Regions from separate parts of the Drosophila melanogaster genome. Here region 2 is linked to region 1. Evidence: chromatin contacts called from public Hi-C data. All regions are on one chromosome and are shown on one strand. The core of a region is the stretch at or near the end of the contact, and the rest is flanking DNA. Distances in the headings are between cores, read along the strand shown.

Evidence for each region. Hi-C and Micro-C count contacts between places; a contact is called where the count stands out from the background.
Region 2: a Hi-C map of the S2 cell line shows a contact between it and region 1, with 2.0 times the contacts expected there. A contact is called at or near these places in 6 of 107 Hi-C or Micro-C datasets (the Kc167 cell line, the S2 cell line, ovary and 1 more).

What each region holds. Positions count from the first base shown.
Region 1 is chr2L:8,414,419-8,417,118 of dm6, reverse strand. Akap200 (A kinase anchor protein 200) reads right to left here and starts at 1,376. Exons shown (of 5, transcript NM_001298823.1): 1 at 1,233-1,376. It overlaps CG13398, which reads left to right and starts at 1,863. Exons shown (of 2, transcript NM_001273323.1): 1 at 1,863-2,158; 2 at 2,231-2,700. The coding sequence starts at 2,240.
Region 2 is chr2L:8,704,288-8,706,987 of dm6, reverse strand. CatB (Catalase B) reads right to left here and starts at 1,416. Exons shown (of 2, transcript NM_001273339.1): 1 at 454-1,416; 2 at 1-390. The coding sequence starts at 1,293. Hnf4 (Hepatocyte nuclear factor 4) reads left to right here. Exons shown (of 8, transcript NM_164834.2): 2 at 2,448-2,627. The coding sequence starts at 2,531. It also overlaps asRNA:CR44992.

The sequences.
Region 1 (2,700 bases), core at 127-2,626:
TTGTGATTGCGCTTCTGCTTCTTCCTCCTCGGCCTCTGCCCACCCACTCCATTCGTAAAGGACTCACACATGCAGCGAGGCACGCACACAGGCACACTACCCCAGGCACGCAAGCACATACACCACACACACAAAGACATGTAGGCGACGCCAGTTAGGGCGGTGGCTGTCTGCCCGTCTGCGATTGAGCGATTGAACGACTGAGTGACGGACGGACGGACGAACTGACAAACCGACGCTGCAGAAAGTGCGACGCAGTTTTTCGCAACAAAAGTGTAGGAAAAACAAAAAGACGATCCTCCTCGTATCGATAATCTGAGTAAACCGAGACGCAAAAGGGATCGAAACGTATACAAAGATCAAATGGCCACAGTGGGCACTCGCTATGTGCGTGCACCTTGCACAAGGATGTTTGGCTGAGAAGGTAGAAACATGTTGGCAAGTGTAATCAGGCGTACAATGCAAACAAAGAGGAGACAACGACAATGAACCAGAAGTCAAGGCGAAGCGATGGCACAAAGGACCAGAGCGATGAGCGGGCGAGGCGAAGGAAGGCGAGGCACAAAAAGGAGAGAGCGCTAGATTGAGCCGAAGAGACAAAGAGAGAGAGAGAGAGCGAGACGGATACGGATACAAAGCCACACCGGCATGGTGTTTGCCTCTGCCGCCGTCACTGCCTGCGCTGCTGCTGCGGACGCCGACGTGGTGGCAACGCCGACGCATTGAAGGCGGCACACCCAAAAATTTTGTAAAAAGGCAACTACTCCAAGGTGGCGAAATTCGAATGCTGTATTTTGCGGGGGCGGGGTTAATGACAAAGAAAGTTCTCCTTAAATGCATAAAACTCCATTTAAATATCTCTTTTAGTCTTCGCTTCTCCCATTCTTCACCGTTCACGCACACTAAGCCGCCTTCCATGGCGTCCTTTTTCCTGCCTGTGTGTGTGAGCGTCGGCGGGCGTCTCTTTTACAAACACTTGTGCCTCAAATACAGTTACCATTTTTGAAACCAGTTAGAAACTTTTCGTCAATAACTCTTTGTCTCCTTTTCAATCACAATTCCTTTAAACAAACACGAAATTCAAAGCGGGTATAGAGAATTTCAAAAGTAGCACCACTCACGCACACACACACACGCAAGCCGTCTGCCTGCTTGGCTTTGGTTTCTTTTTCATTTATTTTTTTAAATTAACTCCTTTATGTTCTGATCTTATGACTTAAAGTGGAATTTACCTGGCTCGATTCTCTCGGTTTCGGTTTAAAAACACACGCACTTGCTTCTTTCTTTGCTTTGCGATTCTACACTGGCAGCAGCTCTTTTTGCCTGCTTTCCGTTTCGGTTTCTTTTCTCGTTCTTGTTGCGCGCTCCACAAATAAAAAATGTCCGCTCGGGTCTGGTATTTACGTCGCGTTAGGATGTTTTCGCAGTTAGAACGCGTTAGGGCTTCGGGTCTAGTTATAGTGCTGTCCACAAAGTTGATGTTCCGCCAAATGGTTAACCATACAATTAAGATGACTAAAATGCCTTAACTTAAAATTTTTTTATAAATTATATTTGTTTACATCTGAATCCTATTTATTACTTGTTAATTGCAGTAAACATTTGCAGAAACGTAAAAATTACGACGTAAGAAATCTTCAAGATTATTCTATTAAACGAGAGAAAACTTCTATTAAGCTGACATTTGCAATATTTTTCTATAAATTTTGAAATATTAATATTTCCTTGGCTTAAACTTGGCTAAACTAGTTTTTCATTCTTTAAGTGTAATTACTTGTAATTTGTCTTTGATTTTCCGTTTACTTTTTTAAAAAGCGTTTCTTGTAAGTCTTTTTGCGAAAATCAAGTTAGCATGCCCGTTGCTCACAATTGCGTTCTGTCGGGCGAGGGGAAAAGTCGCAGAAGAAATTTTATACCACAAGAACGGAATTTCCGTGGCCAAATAACAACAATCAGCCAGCAGTCCCGTCGATCAGGAGTTAACCAAAGCAGGAGGAGTCAACCAGGATAACAGCAACACAATTCGACTGCACCCCAGAGCCTCCAGTTCCACTGGGTAGCTGATTTCAGCTGGTGGAGGCGGTGGGTGGTGCTCTTATCGGCCTGCGATTTCTTCCATGCCCGCTGCGATAACAGCCAGGCGGACTTGCCTGTCCAGGTGTGCATTTCAATAGGCACTGTACATGACTGGAGTGGATAATCCTTCAATGCATAATACTCCGTCTTTCAGTGCAACACCATGGGCTGCATCACCAGCAGCAGCAAGTTAAATGAGCTGCGCGGTCATGAGAATGTGTTTCGAGTGCGAGTGGCTCACCTGCAACCCACCCCGGGTACGCCCATCATCCGGAGTGGCTACCTGGAGCTAACGCCCCGGGAACTAATATTCCAGTCGCCTGGCTGTGAGCCCATTGTCTGGGCACTGCAACACCTCCGACGTTATGGGTTGAATAACGATCTCTTCTCCTTCGAAGCAGGACGTAGGTGTATGTCTGGGCCAGGGATCTACACGTTTCGAGTCCACAATGCCGAGCAGCTGTATCCGATGTTTCAGCGCTACATCAACGCGGTGAATACAGATGCCTTTGTGCAGGGCGAACGAGAAAGGGTTAACTCCGCTCATTCGGTGTCCGTAAATATGGGCCGTACTGAGGGCAATAACTATCTAGAGCCGGCTCCCCTAATGAGCCGCCAGTTGGG
Region 2 (2,700 bases), core at 167-2,666, 290 kb before region 1:
TGGTCCGCAAAAGGAATTGGGGAAGTAGTTGGGAGCCCCGTTCTGATTGTCAGTCACTGTCATAGCACCATCCCTCTGGAAGTTGCGAACATTCACGCGGTACGGACAATTCACCGGTATCTGCATGTAGTTCACGCCCAAACGATGGCGCTGCGAATCGCCGTAGGCGAAGAGGCGACCCTGGAGCATCTTATCCGGCGATGGCTCGATGCCCGGCACCATGTGGGCCGGACTGAAGGCCAGCTGCTCCACCTCTGTGAAATAGTTGGTGGGATTGCGATCTAGAACAATCTTGCCAACTGGAAGCAGGGGGAAGTCCTTCTGGGGCCATACCTTGGTCACATCGAACGGATTGAAACGACACTTTTTCGCCTCCTCGTTGAGCATCACCTAGTGGTTATAAATGAGCTCTCGATCTAGGTACTCGATTATATAGACCTATATAATTCCTACCTGAATGTACATTGACCAACTGGGATAGTTGCCCTTCTTGATCGAGTTGTACAGATCCCTGATGGCATAGTCCGGATCGTGGGACATCAGCTCCTCGCATCGTCGGGCGTCCAGGTTCTTGATGCCCTGGTCCGTCTTGAAGTGGAACCTAACGTATTGCGTCTCCCCACTGGCATTGATCATGCGGTAGGTGTGCACACCGTATCCGTGCAGGTGGCGATAGCCATCTGGGGTTCCCCGATCGCTAAAGTACATGAGCAGGGCATGCAGGGTTTCCGGACGCAGGGTCATGAAGTCCCAGAACATGTCCGGATCCTTCAGGTGGGTCTGGGGATTGCGCTTTTGGGCATGAACCAAGCTGGGGAACAACATGGGATCCCGGACATAATGCACGGGCATGTTGCAACCCACAATGTCCCAGATGCCGTCGTCGGTGTAGAATTTGACGGCAAATCCGCGCTGTTCACGTACCGTATCCGCAGATCCCTGTTCACCGCAGGCCACCGAGAATCTCATCGCGACGGCAGTTCGTTTTCTAACCTTATCGAATATGGAGGCTGCACAGAATTTTGAAATGTCATGGGTGCACTCGAAGTAACCAAAGGCGCCGGCTCCCTTGGCGTAGGCCACCCGTTCGGGAATCCGCTCCGAGTCGAAGTGCATCACCTCGTCGAGGAACTGGAAATCCTGCAGCAGGGCAGGACCCCTTGGTCCCACCGTCTGTATGGCATCCTTGACGCCAACTGGAGTTCCACTGGATGTCGTGATCTCCCTTTGCACCTCGGAGTCATTGTTCTTATAGTCAATCAATTGATTTGACGCCGTATCGCGTGAACACATTTTTCAATTTTGTCTTTGGTCTTAAAATTTCTAAAAAAAAATTTATTTTCAAAAAAAATATTTCACACAGTTGATTTCAACTGCTAACAAAAGCGTTGTGAGTGATTTTGCTTGTCAATTGTGTGATCCCAAAATGAAGTGTAAATCGAAGAAGACAAGACGCGATGTAAATTTATAAACAAATTATATTGATATGTATAAGTTAGAACAACAATATATTTACATATGTATGCGACTTTAATTTACCTATACTTAGATTGTTATTTAATAGAATCGGAGTATTAAGGTAAACAAAGTATATCAGCTTTTTCCCGGAAATTTATAAGCTTATAAAAGAGTTCTATTTGTGTTGTTTTCGGCGCCATTTCGGCGAATCGTGAAAGTCACCGGGGTTCAAAGGTCACGAATTGACAATGCAAACGAGGGGGTCTACGTCAGCTGCCCCCTGATAAGCGATAAGAGGGAGAAATCAAAGAGTGATACAGAGGTACCCAGTGCAATAGAACCCATACAGTCCATGGGGCTTATCGGCCTTTCTGGCACTCGACCGAAAATCGCAAAAACTCGCATAATGATGAGAAACAATAAAGGGCCGATAAACAGAAATTCTGTTTTCGCGTTATCGCAAACAGTCAATTCTCTTTTTTTACCTGTTTTTTTTTCCCTTTTTTATTTTGCGAGAATGAGTGTTTTTTATCTGCTAGTCAATAAAGCATTGAAGATTATGATTTCTGGTATTTTTTGGAGCTTTACGTGTACGTGTTACCTTTTGGACTGTTTTGATATTCGAAGGGGGAGTGTACGTAGAGCTTTGCTTTATAAAAGTATTACTATCCCTAGTACAGGTGTGTGTCGGGCATATTGCTGATATGGGATCGTAAAACAAAATGACACCTCCCCCCCCACCAAAAATATCTGATGGGGGAAATGTAATGTGAAGCGTTTGGTTGTCGGCCACTCGAGTTGACACCTACATTGTGTGCACAAACGACAAATAGCCATTTTGTATATACCGTTTTGTAGATTTACAGGTGATACTTCGCTCGATTAGCGGGTCATCATTAAAAATTTAATATGTTCGGCCCGCCTTCTGTTGTTTTAGCCAGTAGTAGATTGAAATACGACAGCTTATCGATTGCCTTTTCCACTTACAGTTGCCGGTCATTACTTCATTACTATGTGATTGGATCTTCCCGACCCACTTGTAAATAAAAAGTAAAAATACTGGTTATGAAGCATGATGAAGCATCCGCAGGATCTGAGTGTCACGGATGACCAGCAGTTAATGAAGGTGAACAAGGTGGAGAAGATGGAGCAGGAGTTGCACGACCCCGGTAAGTTTGCAATTGCAGTAACTTAGATAAAGCATATATAGATATAAGATCCTCTCTCTAAACATGTGACAAA